6 separate regions of the Mus musculus genome follow, and regions 2, 3, 4, 5 and 6 are each linked to region 1. Evidence: chromatin contacts called from public ChIA-PET, HiChIP or PLAC-seq and promoter capture Hi-C data. All regions are on one chromosome and are shown on one strand. Each heading gives the region's core, a stretch centred on a gene start, on an enhancer-like site or on the middle of the called end of the contact. The rest is flanking DNA. Distances are from core to core; before and after follow the strand shown. Region 1 holds the start of Ly75 (lymphocyte antigen 75). Region 2 has its middle 13 kb from the start of Dapl1. Region 3 has its middle 22 kb from the start of Gm39831. Region 4 holds the start of Tanc1 (tetratricopeptide repeat, ankyrin repeat and coiled-coil containing 1). Region 5 overlaps Tanc1 (tetratricopeptide repeat, ankyrin repeat and coiled-coil containing 1). Region 6 overlaps Tanc1 (tetratricopeptide repeat, ankyrin repeat and coiled-coil containing 1).

Evidence for each region. Promoter capture Hi-C pulls out the DNA fragments that hold promoters and counts their contacts. ChIA-PET counts read pairs in DNA pulled down with a chosen protein or histone mark. HiChIP or PLAC-seq counts read pairs in DNA pulled down with a chosen protein or histone mark.
Region 2: an RNA polymerase II ChIA-PET map of memory CD8 T cells shows a contact between it and region 1, with 9 read pairs. The contact joins the enhancer-like site here to the promoter of Ly75 in region 1. A contact is called at or near these places in 6 of 39 promoter capture datasets (the C10 cell line, embryonic stem cells, hippocampal neurons and 2 more), 1 of 115 datasets of contacts at active chromatin or transcription factors (memory CD8 T cells) and 2 of 9 other capture datasets (embryonic stem cells and liver).
Region 3: a promoter capture Hi-C map of embryonic stem cells shows a contact between it and region 1, with 4 times the contacts expected there. The contact joins the enhancer-like site here to the promoter of Ly75 in region 1. A contact is called at or near these places in 10 of 39 promoter capture datasets (the 3T3-L1 cell line, 3T3-L1-derived adipocytes, the C10 cell line and 5 more), 1 of 484 Hi-C or Micro-C datasets (bone marrow-derived macrophages), 4 of 115 datasets of contacts at active chromatin or transcription factors (embryonic basal ganglia and embryonic stem cells) and 2 of 9 other capture datasets (embryonic stem cells and liver).
Region 4: a contact with region 1 is called in an H3K4me3 HiChIP or PLAC-seq map of craniofacial prominence, with 6 times the contacts expected there. The contact joins the promoter of Tanc1 here to the promoter of Ly75 in region 1. A contact is called at or near these places in 2 of 39 promoter capture datasets (liver and pre-B cells), 4 of 115 datasets of contacts at active chromatin or transcription factors (craniofacial prominence, large pre-B cells, memory CD8 T cells and 1 more) and 2 of 9 other capture datasets (embryonic stem cells and liver).
Region 5: an RNA polymerase II ChIA-PET map of memory CD8 T cells shows a contact between it and region 1, with 17 read pairs. The contact joins the enhancer-like site here to the promoter of Ly75 in region 1. A contact is called at or near these places in 2 of 39 promoter capture datasets (liver and pre-B cells), 1 of 115 datasets of contacts at active chromatin or transcription factors (memory CD8 T cells) and 1 of 9 other capture datasets (adipose tissue).
Region 6: an H3K27ac HiChIP or PLAC-seq map of microglia shows a contact between it and region 1, with 4 times the contacts expected there. The contact joins the enhancer-like site here to the promoter of Ly75 in region 1. A contact is called at or near these places in 3 of 39 promoter capture datasets (the C10 cell line, the HPC-7 cell line and pre-B cells), 2 of 115 datasets of contacts at active chromatin or transcription factors (embryonic stem cells and microglia) and 1 of 9 other capture datasets (macrophages).

What each region holds. Positions count from the first base shown.
Region 1 is chr2:60,381,020-60,385,479 of GRCm38.p6, forward strand. It overlaps Ly75 (lymphocyte antigen 75), which reads right to left and starts at 2,254. Exons shown (of 35, transcript NM_013825.4): 1 at 2,119-2,254. The coding sequence starts at 2,212.
Region 2 is chr2:59,469,159-59,473,618 of GRCm38.p6, forward strand. No RefSeq gene overlaps it. Among named protein-coding and RNA genes, the nearest start is that of Dapl1, 13 kb to the right of the region's middle. Within about 2 kb of position 1,788, at least 76 of the 459 cell types and tissues checked have an H3K27ac peak or open chromatin away from gene starts, as enhancers often do. A contact at or near this core is called in embryonic stem cells, hippocampal neurons and memory CD8 T cells, where this site is marked.
Region 3 is chr2:59,531,796-59,536,255 of GRCm38.p6, forward strand. No RefSeq gene overlaps it. Among named protein-coding and RNA genes, the nearest start is that of Gm39831, 22 kb to the left of the region's middle. Within about 2 kb of position 2,081, at least 31 of the 459 cell types and tissues checked have an H3K27ac peak or open chromatin away from gene starts, as enhancers often do. A contact at or near this core is called in embryonic stem cells, where this site is marked.
Region 4 is chr2:59,609,454-59,613,913 of GRCm38.p6, forward strand. Tanc1 (tetratricopeptide repeat, ankyrin repeat and coiled-coil containing 1) reads left to right here and starts at 2,589. Exons shown (of 27, transcript NM_198294.3): 1 at 2,589-2,743.
Region 5 is chr2:59,626,693-59,631,152 of GRCm38.p6, forward strand. The region is part of intron 1 of Tanc1 (tetratricopeptide repeat, ankyrin repeat and coiled-coil containing 1); the gene reads left to right. Among named protein-coding and RNA genes, the nearest start is that of Tanc1, 17 kb to the left of the region's middle. Within about 2 kb of position 2,064, at least 108 of the 459 cell types and tissues checked have an H3K27ac peak or open chromatin away from gene starts, as enhancers often do. A contact at or near this core is called in adipose tissue, liver and memory CD8 T cells, where this site is marked.
Region 6 is chr2:59,827,539-59,831,998 of GRCm38.p6, forward strand. All of the region lies in intron 19 of Tanc1 (tetratricopeptide repeat, ankyrin repeat and coiled-coil containing 1), which reads left to right. Among named protein-coding and RNA genes, the nearest start is that of Wdsub1, 53 kb to the right of the region's middle. RefSeq lists an enhancer at 1,235-1,823. Within about 2 kb of position 1,818, at least 140 of the 459 cell types and tissues checked have an H3K27ac peak or open chromatin away from gene starts, as enhancers often do. A contact at or near this core is called in microglia, where this site is marked.

The DNA of each region.
Region 1 (4,460 bases), core at 1,004-3,503:
AATGGTGAATTTGGGATTCAGTGAGAGACCCTGTCTCAAGAGTATAAAGTGGAGAGTGATGGAGGAGGAGATAGGTCTCCTTTCTCTGGCTTACACACACACACACACACACACACACACACACACACACACACACACAGAATAAAACCCTCAAATCTCTCCTTGTGTTCACCCCAATATGAGGCTACAAGCCTGGCCTGAGGATGAGAGAAAGCCACCCAGGACAGCTGTTAGAAGTGCAGTAGAAGGGCTGGAGAGGTGGCTCAGCGGTTAAGAGCACTGATTGCTCTTCCAGAGGTGCTGAGTTCAATTCCCAGCAACAACATGGTGGCTCACAACCATCTATAATGGAATCTGATGCACTATTCTGGTGTGTGTGTGTGTGTGTGTGTGTGTGTGTGTGTGTGTCTGAAGACAGCTACAGTGCACTCATATAAATAAAAATAATTAAATTTAAAAAAATAAAAAGAAGTGCAGAAGAAGGGATGGAAATGCCTGTGGGGAACATTGGTATGGGAACACACTTAAGCCTAACATTCTCTGCTTTGGGTCCCTGAGACAGGATGGGGTCTGTGGAGACTGTGGTGCTTCAGTCAGAGTTCCCATTGCTGTGATAAACACCACAACCCAAAGCAGCTTGAGGAGGAGAGAGTTTGCTTCAATTTACAGTTTCACAGCAGACTCTGTCATCAAGAAGTTAGGGCAGAAACTCAAGGCAGGAACGGAAACAGAGGCCATAGAGGATTGCCTTGCTTCCCATGGCTTGGCCAGTCTGCTTTCTTAGACCATCCAGGCCCACCTGTCCCTGGGTGGCCTCGCCCACAGTCTGCTGGGCCCTCTACAGACTTGCCTATAGGCCAATCTGATGGAAGAATTTTCCCAATCAAGGTTCCTCTACCAGATGACAGTAGCTTGTGTCAGGTTGATGACAAACAAACAAACAAACAAACAAAAAACCAACAGGGACATTTGGATATTAAGGGAATCTTAAAATTTGTGAAGGAAGCAAAACAGGACTCCCAGATGTAGGTAGAAACCAAGAGAGAAGTGATTGGAAGTTAGCATGCTCTCTGCTGTAAACTGCTGCAGGTAGAGTTTTCTCCTCGGATTATGCAACAGACAGAATTGAGCTCTCATATCACTAAAAGATTCTACTATATTACTTCCTTTGGTTGTTCCAGTGCAGAAGGTCAAAGGACCATTGAGAAGAGTCGGTCAAGACAGGACTCATTAAAGGGTAGGTTGATGACACCTAGTCTTGCAGAGCACTCTTTCCATAACTCTGGACACCATCTACATCAGAAAGTAAGTAAGCGTAGCTCCAAAGAAAGCCAGAGGCACACTCAGAACTTCCTAAAACACATCTTGACCACCTTTTCCTTCTTCACACCGGTGAGATAGCAGAAGTAGCTGGTGAATGTTTGCAGCCTATAGGCTGCCATTTATATAGTCCAGTTAAATAAAAAGGTCCTTGGCACACCTTTCGTTGAAGCAAAAAGAGAAAGTAAAAGCAAAACTCTAACTGCTAAGTGGGATGGTGCTGCTGGCACTACGTGAGCTTTACAGAAGGCATCCTTTCCCCACTGACAGGAAGTGACCTGCACTTCTGTTAGGGGCCAGCTGAGTTGGGGAGCATTTGGAAATAATAACCAGATTAGATGAGCCTCTGCTCATGGGGACTGGGAAGGGCATCCTAATACTCCTTCCTGGCTGACTTCTGGGGACAATGGTTGAACCTGATTTCCTTTTCCTTGCGTTAAGTGGGCACAGTAAAGTCGTGATGGCTGGGAGTCCTTGTGGTGTTGGGTGAAGGCTCATCATTGTCCCGGAGGTTCCAAGACGACCAAGGGGCGACAGGGATGTAAAAGGAGGTGGTGAACCTCAGGAAAGCATGATTTCAGGGGACAGTGGAGGACCAAGGGGCAGAAAAGTCTCTGGGAAAGAGCTGTGGGCCTCTTCTAGGCAGAGGGTCCCTCCGCACCACATGGCCTTGCCCGCTGCTCTCCTAGGCCAGACCTCCCTACTTGTCTGCTCCAGAGACACAGAGAGCAAAGCGATCGCGACCCGACCCGAAGGAGGCAAATGCTCAGAGCAGCAGCGTCGAGGTCGCCCGGTTACCTGAGCTCTCAGAAGGCTCCACAAGCCCGAAGGACCGCAGCAACAGCAGGAGTAGCCCCGCCGCCAGGCCCGGGGTCACCCGGCCCGTCCGCATCTCCAGTCCCAAGCCTCTCCTGCCCGCACCGGCTTCAGCGGTGAGCCCCGCCGGCCTCACCACGCCTCTGGGGCAACCTCTGAGGCGCGCAGACCCCGCCTCCGCCGCGCTCGGCCAATCAGAGCTCCGCTTTGGGTCCCGGGCCCAGCGGAGGCTTTGCAGGAGTCCCCACCCACCCAAGGCAGACCTCTGCGAAGGCTCGGGACCTCCAGAAGGCGGGAGGAGTGCACAGGACAACCACAGGGTTTGGGAGTCCACTCCCCATCTTCTTAAGCAAATTTGGGGAAGTGCGGCTCTGTCAGTGTAGCATTTGTCCTTCCTTGTAGAGAGACAAGGCGGTGAGCTAGGGCTTCGGACCTTGGCTGGTTGGAAATGTGCACACAACCACGTGGGGTCACTATGGACCGCGGGGTGGGGGGGTGGGGGTGGGGAGTGCACACTTGGATATGCGGTGACCTCAGTTGTGCTTAACAACATCATAGTCATTTTGGAAGTATGAGTAAAGGTGGAGTAAAGGAACGTTGGGGGGTTGACCTGAAATTGTCAACCCATATTAAACGTGACAGTTATTCCAGCAATTGTACTACTTTTAAGGAGATTTAACTATTGGACCTTTGCAGAGTTCTTTTTTTCCCCCCATTAATAATCTAGTAGTAACAATCTATTTGAAATGTGGAAGTCTGCACCCAGAATCTGAAATTCAAGCCCATTTATTCTGTCCCTTGGACAACGCTACCACAAATAGGACAAGTTCCAAACTAACTAACTTGCCTAGAAGTGAAAATTTTTTGAAATATTTATTGAGTATAGGGTACTTGAGATAGCTCTCATCCCTGTTCCTCAAAGGTGGCTATTATCCTCAGGATTTGTCTAGGTCTACTTTCCAAGTTCCAACTGCCCAGGTGGTTCTAAACTCATCCTGGTACCATACTTCTCCTCCCATGCTTTGGCCTTTGTGTTTAGTGGCTACACAGAGCACTTAGCATAGTAAAGAGGCACGCCTCGATTGCCTTCTGGCCTTATGGAAGAGTTGAAGCCTACACAATAACTTGGGCAAAGTGCACAGGAGGATCAGACAGAGCATCCAGAAAGGTAACTGCTCAACCGGAACTGGAGAGATGGCCGGGGTTTGGGGATGGGGGAGTAAAACAGAGGCAAAGAATGCAAAGTGAGCTTGGAGATCCAGTGTGACTGATAGTAGGAGAGAGAGAGAGAGAGAGAGAGAGAGAGAGAGAGAGAGAGAGAGAGAGAGAGGGATGGAGGGACAGAGGGAGAGAGAGAGAGAGAGAGAGAGAGAGAGAGAGAGAGAGAGAGAGAGAAGGGAGGGGGAGGAAGCAGTTTCGCGACCTTAAGATCCAGACAGTAGAAAGCATTAGCCCAGCACCTGCCGTTTCTGCAGCTGCAAGCCCTTGCTTTGGAGCCCACCTGACTTGAAGCTCCTTGAAGATGGTGGCTGTCTTTACAAAGATACTTTTTAACTTTAGGGGAGGGGTTTGAGGCTTTCAGGAGAGTTTCAAAGAAGACAATGACCCCCAAAGAAAGCTCCATCTAAGATAAAGCAAGTCCCTCTGCCCTGTGACCCTTGCTCTTTTAACACCAGTACCACCTTTCTCCTATTTTCATCAGCCTGACTGAACTGGTCTTGTCTGGTCCAGTCTCTCCCAAACTCACATTCAAAGCACTGCTTGAAGCAAAGGAGAAGCCAGCCTTTTCCAACTGAGTGTAACTGGGCTTATCAACCATACTCCAGGGCAGGCACCTTGCCCAGGAGTACTTGGCCAGCATGCATGAACTCAGTGGCACTTCTGTGGACTTTTTCTTTCAGTTTGCTTTGTTTGGGCTTGTGTGTGTGAGTGTGTGTGTGTGTGTGTGTGTGTGTGTGTGTGTGTGTGTGTGTGTTTTGTTTTACTGAGTTTTTGCTGATTTTGATTTTTAGTGTTTTGTTTGCTTTGTGCTTTTTTCTTTTTTGTTTTCGTTTTTATTGTTGTTTCTTATTTTGTTTTGTTTGAAACAGGGGAGAGAGAAAGAAAGGACATAAAGGTTGGGGAGTACAGGAGGTGAGAAGGAGCTGAGAGGAACCCGGGGAGGGGAAAAAAATGACAAAATACATTGTATGAAATGCTTTATAGTAAAAGAAAAAGAAAGTGCTTCTTCTTTCTTTTCAAAAATACATTGTTATGCATGTCAGCCTGACCTTGAACTCCCAAACCTCCCACCTTAATGCTAGAATAGTAAGTGTGTGGCTCCA
Region 2 (4,460 bases), core at 538-3,037, 910 kb before region 1:
TTACTGTCCATATCACCTGCATTTATGGAATATAAATTTGAACGTTTGGCAGGATGCTACTACATTATAAAATAAAATGACTGAGTTAGGCTAATTGACTAAGTGAGATCTTATTTCTCTATCCTTGTTACCACCTGGGACTTTATTTCTGTTTGAGTTGAATGTTCAGTGAAATGGTAGTGTATGTATGTGTGTTTGTGTGTGCATGCACGTGTGTGTGTGTGTGCGCATGCATATATACATGCATGTGATGTCTTGAAACTGGAGTCCTATGTATGACTAAGTAAGTATTTTAATACTGGGTGATAGCCCCAGCCCTTCTGCCTTGTATTTTCATCCATGCAGAACAAACTTGGGCTGTGAATTTTAATACTAGGATAGTTTTAAAAAGATGTTCCATTATCTTTTAAAAAGTAGCTAAGATTATTGCATTGAAAACCTATTTTTCACAGATTTTCATTATTTTGCACAGTTGTGGACCACAGCATCAAATGGGCATGATTATTTAGGCAGATTTTTAAAGTCTTTTTCCCCCTGGTAATATTCAGATAAAATTTCCTTTTCCTTTTTTTGTTTAACACAAGGTGCCAGCTGGGTGCGGATATTACAGCATGTTTTTAAAAGTTTATTTTCATTTCCTTTTTGGGTGTAACTAGTTCTTTTATCTGTTGCTCTCTGAAGATCAAAAGAAAATGAGCTGAAGAAACAAGCGCACAGAGACAGAAGGTATGTATAATGAGTTTCTACTGACTGAATGGAAGTTGCCCTTAAGGATACTGTGGCCCACGAGGGTCCAGGAGTCAGGACAGAGCATGAGAACATGACAGACACAGCTGAGCCTTCGAGAGAGTTGATTAAGATGCCCTTGGATCTGAACACAGAAGCCTTATGGAGGGGCACTTATGACGGCCTCACCCGTTCTGATGTTATCAGACTCATCAGGGGTTGTGACGACTAGAAGCCAGGAACAGAGGGGTTTCCAATTCATTCAAAACATTAGTGCCAGCTGCAAACTCTCTTCTCTATTGGGTGCCTTTAGGAGCCCTCCATTTCAGTGTACAGAGGAGAAGGAACTCCGCAGGGAGCAGGTAGCCTTTGACCAGTGACAGTCTATATGTCCCACCTAAGCATATTCAAACTCAGTTTCAGACAAAGACTGCGGCCTGGGCTGGAGTCTGATTTTAACTATGCCCCAGGTTCCCTCTGACTCCAAACTGTTGCCTGAAATTTTATCAGAACTCAGGAAATCGCCATGGAAAGCTTTGCTTTAGTTACTTTATGGAGAAAGGTGAAAATATGACTTGGGTCTCAAATGCAGTTTGGCAGACAGATTCTTTCAAAACATGGACTCCGTGGGAGAGCAAACAATAGAAAAGATGATGGTTTGTTTTCTCCAAATGAGTCAGAACCTGGCACTCGAAGAGAAAAGCCAGAACTCATTTGGATCATGAAAGAGCATTTAATGAAACCTGATTTTCCCTAGGCCTTTTTTTTTCCCCCAAGAAGAACTACTCTTTTGAGACTTGAAGGCCCTTGTTTTTCTACTGCCCGACACAAACCATAGAGCTTCCCTGGCTGGAGAGCACAGACACACAAGCCTCATTGGCATTTCCAGTTTTAAACCGAATGGATGCAGGCGCTGAAGAGCTCTGGAGATGGCTGCCTTTCGGAAGCTTTCCTGCTGGCTCCGAAGCACAGGATGCTGGCATTTCCAGTGGGCTCACTGTTCTGTGTGGTTTGCCCTTGAAACCGGCTCCCCTCCCGCTTCTCATCCTGTACCCCTCCCAATTTCCACTTTATACAAAGCATTCTGAGCTGTGGCCACTTCCTTTCCCCGCCTTCTCTCCTGCCCAGCTTCTGACATTACCATCCTTTGCTTGCGGCCTCTACCCAACCTTCCCCGTAGCTCACAGGCTTAAGATCCCTCTTCTTGGCATTTCTATTTTCTTGGAATACGTTCTGACGTCAAAGAGCCCTTAAACTGATTGTTGGTCACAATCAGTTGCCACTGTGCCTTTCACTAACTGCTCGGTGACCAGCGTGGGTCACCCTCCCTTTCTGAAGTGGATTTTAGGAGTGGGTATAGCCGACGCTCCTACTATCACTTAAACCTTAGATCTTTAGACACTTCCCACTAGTGTCTATCCTGGTTCTCTCGACACTGTTGGCAACACGCATTTATTTTGTGCTGGCCGAATGCCACGTGATGTGGATACAAACCTCCTGCTCTCCTGCTCCCTAATCTTGGAAGGCAGAAATGGAAAGCTTATGTTACAGGTTAGCCGGGCTACATCCACTGAGGGGTTGCTGGAAGAGAGCTAAAAGTCTCTCTTGCCTTGACTGTTACACATTTAAGACCTGGGGCTTCTAATTTTTGCCTGTGATACCAGGTACATCAAGGTCCCCTTGTGGGGTTCTTAGTCTCTTTAATTAGAATAATTTAACGATGGATTCAAATGGAAACTCGAAGATAGTTTTATTAGTGTTTGAAACAAAAAGAACCCCCGGGGCAGGCAAGTTGTGTATCTCAGCAGCTGCCCAGAGGAGGAAAAATGGAGATGGGAAGCCAGCACAGAGGTCAGCCACATGGTGGGTAAACAGCCACAGGAAGGGAGGGAAGCCTTTAAAAAATACAAAGTACCAGAAAAGGGCACAGTGGGGCTCTGGCAGCCTCCAGGAAGGGAGGGGAGAGGGGGAGGGATGGGGGAGGGAGTGGGGGGGAGACAGGGGGAGGGGAAGGGAGGGGAGGGGGAGGAACAGGTGGAGGGGAGGGACAGGGGGAGGGGAGGGGAGGGGAGGGGAGGGGAGGGGAGGGGAGAGAAGAGTTCCTCCTCTGTGAGTGGAGAAGTCAAGCAGACCAACCCAACCCAACTCATGGCAACTCTAGGGACCTTGCTAAGAGGCAGGCATTCCTGGAAGAAAATATACAGGATTTCATTAACGGTGTGATTATTCCACATATGTCTTTATCATGGCTTAGGTGAACCTGCCTTTTGAAGCATGGAGATCAGAGAAATAGCCCAGGAAAACCATGGTTAGTCTTTTGCCTGGTATCAGACAAAAGGAAAAACAGAAACAAGTTTCTTGCCAAGCTGTGGAATTTGGGTTCAGAGGGTACCCAAAGTCCAGACTCTGGCGTCTCATGATTGCACCAGGGTGTCATGGTTAGAAATAAAAACAGCTTATAAAGAAAGGAAAGCACTCCCAGGAATGGGTGGGCTAGGGAGCTAAGGGAAGAACCCTGAAGACATTAGGACCCCAGAGCTGGACCCAGTAGGACTTTTATAGAACAGCCTTGAGGCTCTGGCTTTTCTTGAGCATGTTGCATGCATTACAAGCTCCAGTCTTCCTTTGAAAGCTAGCCCATGCAAACTGCATTTTTCCTATGAAGCCCAGGCCAAGAAAGGTTTCTGGGTCTTTCTCTGCCACCTGGATTCTTCCGTGTGTTAACTCTTTCACTACACTCCTACACTCTACACTCCTATCGTACTTCAAAGCTCGGGGAGTTGAATGAAAGGATTTTATTCTCAATCTCTACAGTCAGCTTACAATCATGATCATATGAGAAAGAAGGCAGTGTTTGATTGTTAGCTCCCAGAAATCAGGTTCTTGGGTGAGATATACTAGCTAGGAGGCTGGAGAAATGGCTCCATGATTAAGACTACTGGCTATTCTTCCAGAGGACCGAGGTTCGAGTCCCAGCCATGCACACAGTGGCACACAACCATCCGTAAGTCCATTTTCCTTTTCCACAGGCACCAGGCATGCACATGATACACACACACACACACACACACACACACACACAGAGAGAGAGAGAGAGAGAGAGAGAGAGAGAGAGAGCTTAAAACTTAACTGAGTATCTAAAATTCCAGCACGTCAGGAAGAGGAAGACCCCAAAGTTCAGAACAACCTTAGATATACAGTCTATATAAACTGAAACTCTGTCTCAAAATGATTTTTTTAAATATATCTTATATCATTGTTTAAAGCCTCCAACCAATGCTATTGATATGCAGTTTTGAGAAAGTGGATATTTTCTTCTAAGTTCTCCACACAGCATCACTGAAATCAGACCAGTCTTCATCTTTGAATTTTTAGTTATTTCCCAACCAATGAAGAAATATCAGCCACTTGTGTAGCCAGAACTACATGCGCCCACAGAACAATATACAAGAGAGAACAGGGCATGTCGCTTCCTCTCCACACCCATCTGCTCCCCAGCCCACTCAAGAATGGGAGATTCAATGATGGCAAATGGCTGCCGTTTCTTTGATACCCTCAGAAAGGGAGGGAGACCCAAAGATGGCCATTTATGGAAAGAATTATGTAATTTCATCCATTTATCTTTCGAGATCACCAGGGGGACAGAGACTGAAGCAGGATTAACTAAGGAATGTTTAAAACAAGAAATGCTTATCCATATCGGTGCTTCTCTTTTATTTGCCAAATAGGAAATT
Region 3 (4,460 bases), core at 831-3,330, 850 kb before region 1:
TTTGCATTCATGGGTTCAAGGCTATGGGGGTCTAGGAAATGCTTGATGAACAAGATGTAGCAGTTACTGACAAACCTCTCAGCTGACTCCACTCCTGCTCTTTCAGGACTAAGAGTTTTCTGGAGTAAGTGATGAATTTATTTGGGCTCCATCCCAGCATTAGTTAGCACAGGACCCCTAAACTCTGATTCTTAGTTCCCAGTGAAGTATCTGTAAAACCTTAAAGTAACTTCTTACACCTCTCCATCAATCATAAAGCCAGCCACCATGGGAGGCATTGCACAGGTTATAATAGCGTGCAATTGGTTCGTTGTTGTTGCTGTTGTTGCTCTCTCTCTCTCTCTCTCTCTCTCTCTCTCTCTCTCTCTCTCTCTCTCTCTCTCTCTCTCACTTTTTCTTTCTTTCTTTTTAATTCCCAAGAGACAGTGGGATGCCATATAGTATATATTTTTCAGGTCCTTTCCATTCTCTTGATTTTGTGACACAATGAACTTCTCAATTTAATCTTTTGTAAAATAAGGATAATTTTACCAATTTTGATGAAGATTAAGTAGCTTATATAAGTTTAAAGAGCTTGGAAAAATAATAGCTGTTATTATTATTATTATTATTATTATTACCTCTTTTCTCTAGTCAAGGCATGACATTACAGCAATCTGGTGAGTCATTAATATGCCCTTTTTTCTTTTTTAAATACAAAGTCTCTCTATGTAGCTCTGGCTGTCCTGGAACTTGCTCTGTAGCTGCCCTCAAAATCCCAGAGATCCTCAGGCCTCTGCCTCCTGAGTGGATTAAAGAAAGGCACATGCCACTATGCCTAACTCATTAATATGTCTTAATAAAAATTTTAAATTATTTATTATTATTATTTTTGGTTGTGGGGGGCAGTGAACGTGGGCATGCATGTGTTATGGAGAACACGTAGAGGGAAGAGGACCTCTTCAGGAGTCGCTTCTCTCCTTCCCAGCCGTGTTCTGTGGATCCAGCTTAGCCCCTCAGGCTTGGGAGGCAGGTGGGCGCATTTACCCAATGTGTTATCATCTTTTCCTCTGTGCTGAGGACTGACTCATGCCAAGCAAGCACTCTGCCATGAAGCTATCTTTATTCCAGACCATTGACAAATTTTTCAGTTGGCCTTGCCCTAAGTCTTTTCTTTACCCAATTTTTAACTCTTAGCAACAAAGCGCCGTTAAAAGCAAGTACTGCCCTTCTTGAGCTCAGTTCCCAGTACCCATGCCTCGTGGCTCACAAGCATCTACACCCCAAGCTTATATTCCAGGGAGAAGCCTCCAGCTTCCCTCCTCATTGGCTGAGCACAGCACTTTGCCAAGATGGAGGTCTAGAAGATAGAACTCCCCTCATAGCCTCAACGGCTTGAAGCCAGTGTTCCATTAGCCCTAAAGCCAAGAACTGAACACATCAGCTTGGCACCTGGAATCAGGTCGATGCTCCAGCCACAGGTCCTTTGCCTGGATCCATGGAAGTCAGACCCAGCTTTAGCTCCTTCTAACATGCTTAGCAGCATGATCTGTGATGGAGGAAGGCATCTTTGGGGGGCAAATGCCCACATTTAATGCAACTTTAGAGTGTCCTTTTATCTACTTCCAGCTAGAATTTCATGATGTAAAATGACCCTGACTGGAAGCATCTCTGCCCACTCGTTTAACCTTTTAACTATGGCGCATGTGTGTGCTGTAGTTACACAAAAGAGCAGGTAGCTTCCCCCCACCCCACCCCACCCCGCCCCCGGACCTTGGTGGTACTCATCACAGGCCTTTCTGAGCCTTGGCCATGGCTGCAGAACATCACAAATTCTGCTGGCGTGGGGGAGGAGGCCCCCTGTGAGCGAAGGGACAGATGGATGCAGAAGATGAGGCTGAGCATCCCCACCCCCTGCCTGGCTTGTCCTGGCAAGTTCTCTCACTCATGAGACACAGCCTAGGGATTGCAACAGCCACCTACCTCCCTGGTGTCCCCACCCCCACTCTCTCCCACTGCCACTTGCCCTGTATGAGGCGTCTCCCCCTCAACACAGAATCCTTTTCCACAGGCTGCTTACGGCTCCTTGGTCGGCTTTGTGTGCGACTGGAGGCAACGCGGCTCTTCAGCCTGGCCTAGGGCCCTCCTGTAGGATACCAGACACAGTGTTCCTGGTACCCCCTCTCTAGACTCTACCTTGAGCACCCAGAATCTCAGAGTTTACTATTCTTTCCTCTTGCCTAACTCTTATTCACCCTTCAAAACCTGCTCAAGTCCTTCCCTCTAGAAAGACTTTCCCGAGTCCTTTATAGGAAGATATGTCACCTCCTCAGGAGCCCCTTCCTGGAGCGGAACATAGCGCTCATGGGAAAGGAGAAACTACCTTAACTGTGATATGGGGCCTCTTGCCTCTGGAATCTTCTGGCTTCCCTCTCAGGTGCCCTTTCCACTCTGAGGTCCCTCTCCATCCACAGAGGCCCCGCAGATCAAAGCCAAGCGTCTGCTCGAGTGTGGCAGTGTGCGGCATATGAAGTCTTTACAGCGCTGTTGTCTAATCTGAGAATGAGAGGTTGGAACCCAAGGGCGCTGCAGATTCACTGCACTTCTAATTGTCTCTAAGTGATTAAAGGAGCAATTAGAAACCTAGGTGTTCCCAAACAGTAGGAAAATCACTTCTGAGTAGAGGCCCTGTTGGAGGTTCACGTGACAACCTGTTTATCTGTGGCCGCAGCCTAGCAGCAACAGCAGCTCGCCTGTCCTTCCTGACACAACACCCCCACCACTGTGACTCAAAGCTCCCTTCAGAGTTGCCAGCTGGGCTCCTGTGGCTTTGCTGTATTAACTTTGATGCCTCCCCCGCAGCCACCGCTGCTACAACCTGTGTTGTCCAAATTGTTCGTGTCTTACCAAAACAAAAAGTCTCCTCTTTCCTCATTTTCTGGGCCACCACACTCTGGACTACCTGAAGAGCCAGCTGGGGCCTGAGCATTTTGTGTTGGTCTCTCTTGGGGATTCTTAGAGACACTGTGACTGAAATACATCACACAACTCTAGGGGGCCTCCTTCATGCTAGGGTCATTATAGACTTGAGCACACAGTAGGATTCTTTTCTTAATCCTATGAAGTTATCTATCTATTCACATATTCATTTACATATCAGAGTTTCTTGGGATGTTTCTCTCTCTCAGCTATTATGAATAATACCAGTATGGGTATGAGTGTACAAATTAAAATTGTTTTGAGACCAAGTGTTGCATGTAGCCCACACTGCCCTCAAAATTACAAACTTCCTGCCTCTGCTTCCAGAGTTTCAAAATTACAGGCATATAATCCCATGCCTAGCTTTTAAAAATTTAATAACACAGCAAAACATTTCATGATGGCTGACTCCTTTGGATCATTGTCCTGGTGCTGGTTGTACAACTTTGACTTTGCGATGAGCTCATGCTGTGTAGATAGGATCTTACTGTGTTGTCTGGGCTGCTTTGAACTCCTAATTCAAGTGATGCTTGGGCCTCAGCTTTCAAAAAAGCTGGGACCCTAGACATGTGCTACCGGCCACAGGTAACTCCTTTGGGTCCTTCAAAGAGTCTCTGAATTGTTTATTTAATCTTACTATCTTTTGTGGATTTGAGGTCACGGTCACATGGCCCTATTGTTCCCAACACTATAGCTGTAAGTTCTTTAAAAATATTTTAAATATATATTTATATATAATTTTTATACACTTATTCATAAGTGTGTGTGTGTGTGTGTGTGTTCATTGTGAAGAAGGAAGGGCATGGGTATGTGTGTGTAGGTCAAAGGATAATTTGCAAAACTCAGCTTGTTCACATGTAGGTCTTTGGGAATACAGTCAGGTCACCAGACTTGGCTACTATCCTATCAGGTCTTATTTTTGGTTTGTTTAGATTTTTTTTCCCCTAGAAGGCCTCTATAGAGTAGCCAGAATGAATCGATACAATGAGATTGTTTTCTGAAACTAATAATGACAAACTGAAGAGGAATTCACTGATGGTTTTGTATTGGATTTTGGATATGCTGGGACCTGATACGTCACACAGCTTACCGTCGTCGATGTTAACACAAAAGGTTTTACCTGTCAGAAAATGCTTAATTAGGAAGGTAAAGCTGAATATCCTTTAAAAAAAAATTCAAATAATAGACACTCAGTTTTTCTTCATCAGCGTGTCTTTGCTGGTTGAAGTTGTTACGACAAAATAGTTTAGACCAAGTGGCTTAAATCACACCCAGTCCCTCAGCATCCTAGAGACGGGCACGGTCTAGATGAACGTACCCTGGCTTGTTTCCTGCTAAGGGACTTCTTCCTGCCCTGCCATTGGGTGCCCTTTCACTCTGACATCAAGAGGCCTTTCTTGGTGTCTGCACCCCCAACCCTTCTAAAACTTTTTCTTGGTTCTTTGTGAATTTCACATCATGTCCCCCAATCGCACTCATCTCCCCCACCCCTCATAACTGCC
Region 4 (4,460 bases), core at 1,339-3,838, 770 kb before region 1:
TGAGCTTCTGGATATACAAAGTTGGCGAACAACCAACTAGAAGCACCTTTTATTATTTTATTTTTAAGGGAAAAGCAGATTTTAAGTACAAAAAAAAAAGCATTGTTTGGACCTGTGTTCAGCTAATACCTTACATATTAAATTGCTTAGAAAAGTCTCCGGTTGTCCTTACACAACAGACCTTCATGAGCCCCCCCCCCCCCACTCAAGTTTTTTTTTCTTACTCTGTTTATGTTTGGCCTTGGCTTTTTAAACATGTATCATTTTCACCCACAGCTTAAGACACCTTTGATGTTGGTGGTACTACATACTGTATATAATAGTAGCCATTTAAAGCCAGAGATCTGATTGTGCTTAATGACATGTAGTTGGGATTATATAAATACTACAGGAAGGAGGGGAAACAGGGTCCTCCTGTGTACACACTTTAGACTGCTAGCTCTCTGCCTGTGTAGAATGGTAAGGGTCCCCAAACAGGCGGGGATGAAATTACTTCAGTGTCCTTGACTTCTGAAACTATAAAACCAAATCCTTTCAACCCAAACTAAAGATGATGCAAGAAATTAGCATACCTATTTTCTGTGCTTTTTCTACTTGTTACTTCAGGCAAGTTTGAGGGAAGAGAGAGAGAGGAAGAAGCCTAATTGCCCTCAAAGCTCAGTTTAAGCAATTTTATTAAAGTTTGGAAAGATAACTAAGGATAGTCCAAGAAGAATCTACAGATTCACGAATTTCATCCACTATCTACCCATTTAAACCACTACAAACAGGGGCTGGTGAGATGGCTCAGTGGGTAAGAGCACCCGACTGCTTGACTGCTCTTCCAAAGGTCCGGAGTTCAAATCCCAGCAACCACATGGTGCCTCACAACCATCCATAACGAGGATGACAGCTACAGTGTACTTACATATAATGAATAAATAAATCTTAAAAAAAAAAAGAAAGAAAGAAACCACTACAAACAAGCCAGGACCTGGACCTGCTTGAGTCTTTAGGAGTTTCTCTTACATCTTATAGTATTTCAGACTGGACGGCTGGGTTTTTGTCTTTTGTTTGGGTCATTGTCTTATCCATGTAGTCTGACTTTGTCATCCGTGGTTGAAAGACTGGTCAGTTTTACACACTGTTTTTCAAGAGAAGTTAATCAAACACCAACCTGGTTTTTAACAACCAGCATTGGAGGTGGAGGGGGTGTCTGTGACCTTCCTGGCTTACCAGGAGTCCTTACTTGCTTTGAATATTCATGTCATGATTTGCTTGAGTAAAGGCTGGGATATGTTCGCTGCATACTTATAAATATAGTGATAATCAGGTCTTTGACTATACGAGTGAAAAATACCCAACACATTCGAACCATCTTTTATTTATTATGGAGAGATAGATTGAGCAGCCTTTTGCTTCCTGTCACTTTTCACAGGAACTTTAAATGCAAACACCATTCTTGCAGCTATCTTTATATTGGGAAGCTCTATGTGAGGTTGAAGTTTTTATAGGGAAAGTTGTTTAAAACACAGTTGTCTTTAAAGGCAGGTTTGCCACAGCAAAGGTTAGGGGTTGGCAATAAACCCATTTATAGCAACTTCTGTATTCTTCACTCTCCTTACACGGATGGGCGGCCTGTGTGCAATTCCTGTTGGAATTTCTAGTTGATCCTTCTGCAAAGAAAGGGGGCCCAAAGGGCTTTTGGGAATAGAGAGGGCTGAGCCTTCTACATATAAATTGGCTGCCTGGATTCCTGGGAGGTTGTGGAGGACCCAGGTCTCCCAGTTCCCTAGGCCATTTTCAAACTTCTGTTCTATTGGGAATAACAAAACATTTTGGGAACTAGGGAGTTTAATTTACTGCCACCAGCCTACTTAATAATAGCATCTTTGTCTGTTCTTCCTCCAGGACTCCTCCTCCTGACAAGGAAGCTAGCCGCTGGCCAGTGTACTTAGCCCAGACAGTACTGCTAGCCACAGAGTTCGAGGAGGGAGGACTGCCCCTGACTCTGGGCAGTCACTGATCCCCGGAACAACCCCAACTTAACTTTCCAGAAAGAAAAAGGTGCAATGGGCGAGATGCACTTTCCATCTTTCTCAGCTCATTTTGGAACAAGAAAGTGTATTTGTTTGTGTTTAGTTAAGCGAGGGGAAGAAAAGCCAACAAAGCCACCCTAAGGCATCCGCGGAAACTTCAGCTTGGCTAATTGCTCCCATATGTCCTCCTCGGATGCTTTCAGAGAGCAGCGCAGACCGAAGGCCGAGCCACTTTACTGATTCTAAAACGGCTAAAAAAAGGAGGAGAGGGCTAATCACACTTCTGATCCTGTCCCACTGGGGTCCAGGCGAGGCCCCAGGGGAGCAACCTTCTCCCGGAAAGCTTAGCTTCCCGCAGAGGACATGCTGGGTGAGGAGGGGGCGAAGGCGCCGGGAGGAAAGTTGGCGTGCGGCGCCCCAGCGGGTCCCAGAGCCGGGGCAGCTCCGGTCGGGAGGGGCGCGGGAGGCACAGCCCCGGCGGGCGCGCACAGGGAAGGTGCCTTCCGGAACACGCGCAAGGGCGGGGACTCGCGCTGCCAATGAGGTCCCGGTGTGGGCCGAGCGAGGCGCGGGGACGGGCCGGAGCGCTGCCTCCGCGGTGGCAGCTGCGGGAGCCCGGCTCGGGAGCCGCAGGAGCCGCAGCCGCCAAGCGCCCAGCCCTCTGCGCCCTGAGGCTCGGCCCCCGGGGTGGGAACCGCGCCGAAAGCTGGAAACTTTCCTGGCAGGTAACTCTCGCTGCCGGGGCGCCGCTGCCGGCCCCCGGGAGTCCGCAGCGGGCGGGGAAGGAAGGGTCCCGGAGAGCAGCCTGGGAAACGAGAGCCAGGCTGGTGGGAAAGTTTCGGGACGCCCCCTCCTCCGCCGGGCCCAGCGGGAGCTTTCCCGGAATAGGCGCAGGCACGCCGGAGCTCCCGGCCTGGGGCTAGGCGCTGCCGGGGAGTCGGTGCAGGCCGTTTCCTGCGCTCCCGGAGGAACGGGTTGCAGCAGAGCCGGGCTAGGGGGACATTGGGATCACGCGGCGCTCAGGACTTTCCCAGCCGGCCCTTGCCCGCCTCTTCGGTCCCTTGGCTAGACAGGGCCTGGGCTGCGCCGGGCACCTGGGTGGGGGGAGTAGGGGGACGTGCAGGCGGGGCGCCTGGCACCGCGGGGTCTTGAGTGTCGCCGCGCGCGGGTCGCCAAGTTCCCGGGAGAACTTCAGCGGGGGTGGGGGTGGGGTGGGGAATCGTATCGCCCACCGTGAGCTGAAAGTGTGTGATTCGCTCCTGCAGGCTGCGGCTCGCAGATGCAAGCCAATTTCTTTCCCTGGTGGTGTTGGTGATAGGGTGATGATTTGGGATTAGACCTTGAGGATTTTTTTTTTTTCTCTTCCTTTTAGTAGTGCCAGCTAAATGAAGGGTCGTGTCAAGTTTGCGAGTCCCCTTGTCCTTGGGCGACGAGTAGTTACTTTGGAGGCATTATGGGGATTCAGGTTCTTCCTGGAGGACTTTTGGGTGTGTGTGTGTGTGTGGGGGGGGGCCCTTGGGTTCGGCGCGGCCGCTTTCCGGAACGGCTGGCGGGGAAGGAAGCCCTGGGCATTGTGTAGCGTGTTTTCAGTCAGCAAGATCTCTGGACTGGAGTTCCCAAAACTTACTTGACTTATTGTGTAAAGGCTCCCGGAGGAAATGCGGCCATGGCCAGGTAGAAGAAACGCGGTGCCGCGGCCGAGGGAGGAGGACGCCGAGCTGTGACAGTCTTCTTCAGGCTGCCTCGGCTCCGGCTTGGCAGCCCCAGATTCTTGTGCCTGGAGTAGTGGGACCGGTCTGAGTAATACAGCTTCCTGCAGAGTGAACTCAGGGTGGTGAGGAGAGCACCTTCATCTTGAACTTGACCCCCGGAGTAGCGTCCTGGCGGGTTAAAAGGTAAAGGCAGGCTGAGTCTTAACCTGTAAAGGAGTTCAGACGCCGCTAGCTCCTGGTTCAAGATCTTTCAGGAAAGGACTCAGGGTGGCTGAGGTCGCGAACTCTAGAAATGCCAGACTCATCAGACTACGAAGTTAGTGTGCCTGGGGAGAGCAGGAGAAACCTGGTTGGCTGGCACAGAGGGTTAGTTTTTCTTTGTGGTGAAAAAGAAGGGAGTCTTGCGTCTCTGCTTACACCAGATCCGCTACTCCCCTCCACCCACACCCCCTTCCTGGGTCATCCTTATCCTGCCAGGCTGGCACTCCAGGGATGGGGGAGGGAGGAAGAGAAGAAGCCGTTGTGGAGCTTCTCTGGGCAGCCCGGAGGTATTTCAGATCTGCTACTGGGAAGAGTTCTGGATTTTAACAGCTGCTTTTTGATTGCTGGGAATGAAAGAATTTATGAGCGCCTGAGAGAGGTGCTCATTATGGTACTGTTCTGCGTGCTTTGCTCATCTGGGCTACTTAAAGAGCTCACAGGGACTTCCTTACAATCTGCAAAGTCTGTG
Region 5 (4,460 bases), core at 814-3,313, 750 kb before region 1:
TCTGGTGGGGTCAGCTCTTCTGTGGCTCATCTCCACGTCTTATGTCCCTGGCTTCTGATCTAGCTTCTGGGAGAATACTCAGTAGGACCAAGGGGACTTACATAGATAGCTTCGTACCCAGGAGTTATCATTCTCTGAGGATGAACTCAGAACCCCAGTGACACCTGAATTCTGCTACACTTTCCTCCTATTAAAAGTTCTCCTATGATATTTTCCTTTCTGAATCTTTTGTTTTAAGCCCTCTTCCACCGACCGGCTTCATAGTCTGGAAGTCAGGCCAGGAGGAAGAGAGAGGTCATGTCTAGGAGGATGGAGACTGGGTACTGAGCCAGTGGAATTTATATATAGATAGTTCATCTTCCTCAGCCTCCATTGCTTCCTCCAGCCTCAGCCAGTCTCACAAGTAGAATGTTTATGCATTTTCAAAGGTACATATCCGCAAAGGTGCTGCCTTGTCATGCCGGTCGGTCGTTGATGTGGTTTGCCTAGTTAGGGTTACTACTGCTATAATGAAAGACCATGACCAAAAGCAAGTTGGCGAGGAAAGGGTTTGTTAGGCTTCTGCGGCCACATTGCAGTACATTACTGAAGGAAGTCAGGAGAGGGACATGGAGGCAGGAGATCATGTACTGGCCATGGAGGAGCGCTGCTTACTGACTTACATTGACCGTTTTCTTTCTTACAGTACTCAGGGCCACCAACCAGCCCAGGGGTATCCCCACACACATTGGGTTGGGCCCACTCCACCAATCACTAATTAAGAAAATGCCCAATAGGCTTGTCTGCTTACAGCCAGAGTCATTTTCTTCTAGAGGTGTTTTCTCAATTGAGACTCTCTCCTCTCCAATGAAAATAGCTTGTGTCAAGTTGACATACAGTTAGCCAGCACATGTTTCATATATGTCATAGCTGGATAGGACTGTGGGCTGCCTCCCTGCCTTGGAAGCTTGAATAGAACAGTACCTTTTGTACCGTGAAAAGAGGGAGGAGGCTTTCCTGTCAGTTCCAGCTTAGCAGCAGCCTCAAGGCCTGAACTGTGTGTTGTCTGCAACAATAGGGACTTATGTTCCACCCCTGGGGACAGCCAGTACAATAGCAGTAGCACCAATAGCAGTAGCCTATACTGTTTTGGGAGTCTCTTGGACAATGCTGACCAACAACTCAAAAGAGGACTTCTCATGCCTGGGGTGGAGGTTTTTGTTAGATGGTCTTTGGCTCTTGTAGCCAACAAGTAGTTTTTGAGGGCTACCATGCCCTTTTGAGGTACAGGCCTATGTCTCTGTCTGAGACAGTAGAGCATACACAGCTCCTCGGGGGACGTTCGTGACCAGGAGCTAGTGCATCTGGAGGAAGGAGGAAGAGGAGGCGGAGGAAGAGGAGGTGTTGGTTCTGGGCTGGCATCAGGGAGCAGAGGGAGGAGATGCAGCCTGGGTAGGGTTCTGCCAGGTGGGAGGGTGTGCGTTCTGGATGAAGGGAGCACAATGAACAGAGGCTGGGAGGCATGCAAACAAGTCATGCTTGGGTTGTTCAAGAGCAGACGGTGCCTGGCATTTGGTAGAGTAGGATGGAAGGAGAGAGCCAGATTGCAGAGGCATTGCATGCCAGACCAAGAAGTGTGGACTTGCTCCCGAGAGCAAGTGATAGCTGTCAAAGGCCTTTCCGCTGGGAGATGATGTAATCAGATCTGTGTTTTGGACCAAAGCCTTGGCAGCGGTGGTATGGAGGACAGGAGACTGGCGTGGGGACAGATGGGTGGCAGGGCGCTCGCTCTGTTGGGCTTTTGAAGTAGACCAGCTGAGAGATGACAGGTAGGGCAGGAAGAGAACTGAGGCTGCTGAGTACCCTTGAGTGTACACTAAAGACACAGCTCATGGCGTTTTCATGAAGGGAAACAGACCCAAGGTCACTGGGGTCTTCTTAGAACAGGCTGTCCAAGAACACTCTTAACAAACTGAGTTTTCAAGATGCAACTTGCCTTTCTCAGAAGTTCATGAACTGGGCAGCATGGAGTCCACAGAGCAGACAGGAACTCAGAGAACGGCAGGGCGGGGCAGAAGAGTCAGCAGGGATGGTGACAAGTAGGCAGACGGCAGTGCTGTGCAGAGGACAGGTTAGGGCCAGGCTGAACCCTTCATTCGTATGACCGTGTTTGTTGCGGGTGATATGGCTGTGAGTCTTATGTTACTGGAAAACTGTCCATTCGGGAATTTGAAGAAATACCTTCTCTCTTGTGATTCTTAGAAAGCTTAGACTTCAAGAGGACACGGTTTATTCTTCTTTCTTGCTTACTTTTCCTTAAACACCCTGTTAAGAAATCCTGCCCTGTGACAGGGTCTCACTGAAGTTGGAGCCTGTGGATTTGGCTAGGCTGGAGGCCAGTAAGCTTCTGTGAGCCATCTCTGTCTCCCCCAGGCCTTAACTGACTGACTGAGCCATCTCCCAGCCTTGATTTCAGGAACTTTTGATAGCTTATTAAACCATATGGTGTTGATCTTTGGTTTAAAAAAAAAATCACCTAGGAAAATGATTTATTTTTAGTATCTCGTGTGCATTTATATGGAATTTTGCCAAGGTTGCTCTTTTTAAAAGTCATTTGGATTAGCATTCAAAAGTGGCAAGCCCTGGAAATTAGTCTTTGCCTTGGCTTTTCAATGGACTTCCAGAAAGAGATTTCTAGGAAATTAGCTTCCTGGTTTTCTTGCTTACACAAAAGAGGTTGAGGGCCGGATGTTGGTGGCACAGGCCTTGAATTCTAGCCCTTGGGAGACAGAGAAGTAAGTGGATCTGTGTGTTTGAGGCCATCCTGGTCTACATAGTACATTTTAGGCCTGCTAGGGCTACACTGTGAGTCCACGTCTTAGAAAAAAAAGTCAGAGGAGTTTCGGAATCTTGGTGAGTAGAGAGAATGAATGAGGAATGTTAGATATTCTGGGGTTGTTAAATTGCCCAGGAATGGCCTAGGTTGTTCCTGATTAAACTCAGAGTCTGGGTGTGAAGCTCAATGGGAGACTGGAGAGTGCTTGTCTCCCATGATAAAAAGGCCCTGGATTTGGTTCCCTATCACAAGTCACCGGTTTCAGTCTCCTCCACATCCCCCAAAGTAACAGAAAGTACCTGTTTGAAATCTGAGTGTTAAAGTCAAGCCACCACTTAGTATATGTTGGCGTGTGTCTAGTGCCATCCAGTCCCTGCCCTCTTTGTCATGTGCAGCTCTGCCAAGTTGAGGTTTTGAAGCCAGGCGACTGTGGTAAGGCTCCAACCCAGTGCCCTGGTCCCAGTGACCTGAGTGGGTTGCACAGCTGCCTGGAGCATGCTCTCTGGGGACCTGGGGTGTGGCTACTTCTGAAGGTTGTTTCCGGAATGGAGTGTGGTGAAGTCCTAGACTTCAGGTTAATGGTGGGAGGTGGCTGAGCTTGAATATCTGCCCTGGGACACTGGGGGCCTGTTACTATGCCTGCAGTGGGTATCGTGCTGACTGTGTGCTGCTTTTCCTTGTCTGCCTCCTGGGACTCTCCAGAGTTGGGAGGAAATCTCTGAGTTGGGTGTGGCTCTGGCTGCATGGAATAGAAGGTGGGTTTGGATTTTTTTGGTTTTTGTCTTTTGTCAGAGTCTGGCTGCTCACAGTAGTTTTTGCTTCTTTGGTTCTCGTAGCCAGCAAGCTTTGCGTTAATTCTCGCAGATCAGATTAGTTTCTTGTTCATGATTCTTGTGTTGGGGAGAGAGATGAGCCTTCTCTGCCCACTTTGGGTAAATGCCATTACTACTTTGTGTCTCCTTGACTGGACTTCTCAGCTCCTAGCTCCTTGACCCTCACCTCCACCCCTGTGATACTCATTTTGTGTTCTTAGCCCTATCTGTTTCTGTCACGGGCTCCCCAGTGATTATTTGCAGGGATTGCTCTGTCTCTGCAGAAGGGATCAACTTGTAACTCCCTATGGGTTTTGGTTCAAAGGTCCGTGGTGGTGAGGAGTGAGGGCCTAGAGATGCTGTGCAGTTAGGCTGTGGGGAGACAGATTTGGGACATGGGGAAAGCTAACAGGTAGGATTAAGCTGGGCTACCGTGGCTGCTTAAGATGGTGTGCCCTTTGGATTTTCCGTAGCCCTCCCCAAAGCCCTTACTTGGGGATTCTAAAGCATGGTTGTGGGGTGGGGGCTGGTTACAAAATTTGTTCCTAAGATGCTGTCTGTTTCGCTGCCATTTCTAGATGGTTTTGGACTGACAGTTGGGCGTGAGGAGCACAGTGTCCTTAGGTTGCCCAGAGTTGTGCGCTCATCCTTACCTTCAGAACCTTAGAGTCAGAGCTCCAAAATACCCAAGAGAACAGTAAAACTTAAGGAGTAATGATTGTGGAGTTATGTAGAGAGAGACTTGGCTTCAGGTTTCCTCATCTGCTTAATGGCCTGGCAGATGTTTCTTAATATTAGAGTCTCAGTTTCTCCGTGTAGAAGGGGGGTGTCAT
Region 6 (4,460 bases), core at 568-3,067, 550 kb before region 1:
TGCAGAATACCACAGGGTAGGTTCTATTTAACCTCAAGGAGCACATAGGAGACCGCTGTCTAGTACACTTGCGTGAGGTTAAAGGAACTGAGCTACACAAAGTTCTACCTCTTGCCCTAGATCACAAAACAAATTCTCCTAATCTACTGGCTTCTAACCCGGCCACAATGAGGTGGCCTTTCTGAGACCCCGCCCCCACTGTTTACTTCTAACTGCTGCCTTCCTTTTTATATATATATAAATGGGAAAAGCCGACATAACATGGAAATAAATTGCACAAACAAACACACACATCTAAACAAAACTGGGCTGTTCTGCTGACGATGACCTCATGGCCAGAGGAAGTGTGTATAGCAGCAGGTGCAGGCTCTTGCTTAAGAGCTCAGGGGTGTTCATGAAGGGCAGTTGGCATTTTCCATAGGTAATATGTAAAAGGTAGTTATCTGGCTTGGAGGAGTGGTCTCTATCACCTTCCCTCCAAGCCTCCACGTCAGGTCTGAGAAGCAAGTAAGGTGCATCCCTGGTTCTCACCCTCAGGGCAGCATCCCTGGTTCTCACCCTCAGGGCAGCATCCCTGGTTCTCACCCTCGGGGCAGCATCCCTGGTTCTCACCCTCAGGGCAGCATCCCTGGTTCTCACCCTCGGGGCAGCATCCCTGGTTCTTACCCTCGGGGCAGCATCCCTGGTTCTCATCCGCAAGCCCTGGACCACTGCAGGGGCCCACCCTGTGTGTGCTTGAGTGACAGCTCTGTTAGAACACTTCATAAACAGCCTTGTCTGTGATGAGATGACTGTGTTCCCAGCAAGCTGACAGTTGAGAGTTGTTTCTTTTTTTAAAATCAAATCTTTGCCCGGAGAACTTCAATATGTAAAGGATTCTGCCAAATGATCCATTTTATGGTGCCAAGGAGTGTTTCTCCGTGATGTTTTCAGTGAGCTCGGATGGCTAAGTGTCAGTTAGGTTTTTCCTAAAATGAACATCTGCCGGGACGAATCTGCTCGTGCTCAGAAGACAGCGCTGCCAAGGTGAAATCACTCAGGATTGTCAGGATAGGGAGGGGATGTGCTTGCTTTTGGTTTTTTTTTTTTGTTTTTTTTGTTTTTTTTTTAATTCAATCACACAGATGATATCTTGTTAAGCGATTGCCAAGTAAAAGCACTTGTGCCTGGCTTCAGTGCCTCGTGTTCACAGGGACTGGGGCCTTTCCTTTCACGTGTCCTTGTGTTTTATTGGCCAAACACAAAGCAGCAATGTCCTCTTTCCCACCCTGGTCCTGCCTTTCACACCCCACCCCTGCCCCCACTCCTTTTTTGTCTGATGAAGCCAAGTTCACTGACCCTCATTAGAGCTGGGGCCAAGGTTGGCTTTCTCAGCAGGATGGTTGGAATTCCTGAGCATAGCTTGTTTTGAGTTTGTTTGTTGTAGCCCTCCATGCTTCCGAATATGGGAATGTGGTATCCTGAAATCCTCACCTCTGTGGAAACTTGAGATGCATCCTCGCCTGGGGAGTTTGGTGATGGAGCTAAAAATACTCACTCTGGGTAGAAGAGGAAGCCAGTGCTCCAGTGTCTGTCATCAGCAGTGTCTCCTTAGGAATTCCTGTATAGAACCTGATCTGGTTTGAGGCTGAGCAGAGTGGACCTGCGCTGACAGGTTCTTAATCGCCCCCCCCCCCCCCACAGCAGGTCTGCACTAACAAGCACACAGCAAATCAAATCTGGCTGTGGAGAAAGAAGAAGGTGGGAATCTGACCCCGTCGCCAGGCCTGGCAGGGCGGGCACGCTTGTCAGCTTGTCAGCTGCTCCAACGTCCGGCTTCTCTGCTGGCTGGTGAAACACACGAATCCTATTTTTAGCGCAGGGCTGTCTGATGTGTTACTGTCAAGACTTCAGCAGCAGCTGCAGCAGAGATTCCAGATTCCGACTTAAAGGCACCCCGTTTCTCAGTGGTGAAGCCCCTTCACTAAATGAGAGGGGGGAGTGTTGAGTAGGTGGACCATCCAGTCTCAAATGCAAGACCGGACTTGTCTCTTTCCGGGGACTCCTAGGTCTCGGTGTGCAGACACATGTGTGCACCCCTGATTTCTTTCTCCTCCTGCTTGGGTCCAGCCATGGAAAGAGGAGGAGAGTCCCTGAGTGGAGGAGAGTTCCAGAGCAGCAGCTGGCACCCAGGTCTTTTATGGCCCACTTGAGGGCTCCTGCAAGATCAGTTGAGATAACGTATATTATAGGAGAAGAAAACAAAACAATTTTTATATCCTTCAGAACCCCTAGGGGAGGGACAGACTTTTGTAATGAAAGGCACGTCAGCTGGAGCCATGCACACCAGTGTTGCTCTCCTTGAGGCAGAGGTGCACATGACAGAGAAATGAGCATGGCTCACAGGGACTGCACAGGCCCAAGCTTCGGACTCAGCCTCTGCATAGGCTGTGAGACAGAGACAGGTAACATGGGCGAGGCCACACGTGTGAGGTTCTCCAGTGAATCCATACCTGATCCTCCCTAAACAGAGGAGATGTCTATCAAGGGAGGGTTCCCACAGGGACATCAGCTTCCCACATAAAGCGGAGCAGCTCGTCCATACTCAGCGCTTCTTAGGACATCTGAGCATCTCAGTATAGCTTCTCTTTCTGCCAGAGGCAGGTGTGGGTGCCGTATACTTGTGCTAGAGCCTGTAGTTCCTGCCTGGCTTCTTACAGGGACTGAGGCTAGCTCTACCACTTCCTTGGAGAGCGGAAAGGGTCCAGTGCTACTTCCTGGAGCAGCGTTCTACCACTGATGCCGAAACAGTGCCCTTAGGGTGTGCTGTGCTTTGTTTGTGGAACACGTTGACAGCCAGCAGATGTCAGCCTATGCGTCCTCATGGTCAGGCCTGAAAAGGCTGGTGTCAGCTTTCAATCTGCTGCCTCCTCCGGTCCCCTGACTTGCTCCTTCTGTGCTGTCCGCTGCAAAATCAAGAGACTTGAGGTCAGTTAGAACAGAGTCCCTTGAACACGTTTTCCTGGAGAGGTGTGCTGACCTACTTCCTGAGAGAGAAGAAGGTGTTGTCACTGAGTGAGGAGGAACTCACACTGAGCGAGAGTGGTCTGGTGGGACCAGGCCAGCAGAATGCCCCTCACCTCCCCAGCGAGAGGGGAAGCTACTGAAAGATGGACAGTGCCGACTGTAGGGTCCACATTCATGCTCAGGGGCTTGGGACCAGAAATACCATGAGAACCGGCTTGTCTTTCTGGAAAGAGGGGCTGCCTGTTCCTGCTGTCTTCCTGGGCTTTAGATGCTAGGCCCCCGAGATGAGTCTTCCTGGTAATCTGCTCCGTCCCACGGCTCCTGCCTTGCTCCTTACTCCCTGCACAAGGCTGGGATGGGACTCGGGTGATATTAGCACTCTCAGAACCAGCTGTCTGGTCTGCAGTGTCTGTGTCTCTGTCTTCTGTCTGCCTGTCTGTCGTTAGTCCATCTGTCTGTGTCATGGTTAACCTCAGTCACCAGGGCCATGTATAAGGGAAGCTGGAGTAGTTATGGGCAGAGGTTTAGGAGCCAACCCTGGTGGCATAGTATTTATAGAAGGCCCCAGGAGGAGCAGGCATCAGGCAGCTGTGTGGGAGGGGCCTGGAGAGACAGGTCCACGCATGCAAGTGTATGGGAAGCAGCCTCCTTGATCACAGGTGTCCGAGGTTCTCGTCACCATATCCCTAGCTCTGATGAGGAGGCAGATCTTGGGTCCCACTCTCTCCAAAAGGAGCGTTCAAGGTCCCTTCTCCAGACTGCTCTTGCAGTGTGGGCTTTTACTCACTGAGTCAAGCATGTAAGATGGGTCTGTTGTGTTGTCAAGTTGTGTTTAGGTGTGGGGCATGTATTTTCATAGATGTGTGAATTTCCCACCCTATGATAACATTGTTCGCTGGCGTCTCCCACTACTGACAGCAGTGTGGGTAGTGTCCGGCTTGAGGCCTCGTGAGGAACACTGCCACACAAGTGTGCATTCACCCGATCTGACTCCCAACTGCTGTCTCCTGCCGTCATTCCCACCAGTGAGGAGTGGGTGACCCCTCGTGCATCTCTCAGTTGCATCGGCTGCTGAGGAGGCCGGGCACTTTCATATGATCACGGGCACCGCCTTGCTTTTGTGAAGGGTTTGTTTCTGCTGTTTCCCATTTGTAGCTGAGAAGTCCACCTCTTCCCCAACCGCCCCACCCCCCGATCGTGGGGATACTGCTGTCTTCTGGAAGCTGGAAATTAAGGATATATTTAAAAACAGTCTTCCAAGGAGGCACGGGAATGGCACCACAGGCTTAAGCTGCTTCCTCCTCCTGGCAGCAGGTCACTCCCTTCTAGGGAGCATCTATCCTGTGCGGCTCAGAGCCATGCTGCCCTACAGGGCTTGACATTAGTGTACTGCCGCTGTGCTCAATGGATCCCAGCGATCACAGAACCCACCCTGATTAAAAGGGCAAGGGTTG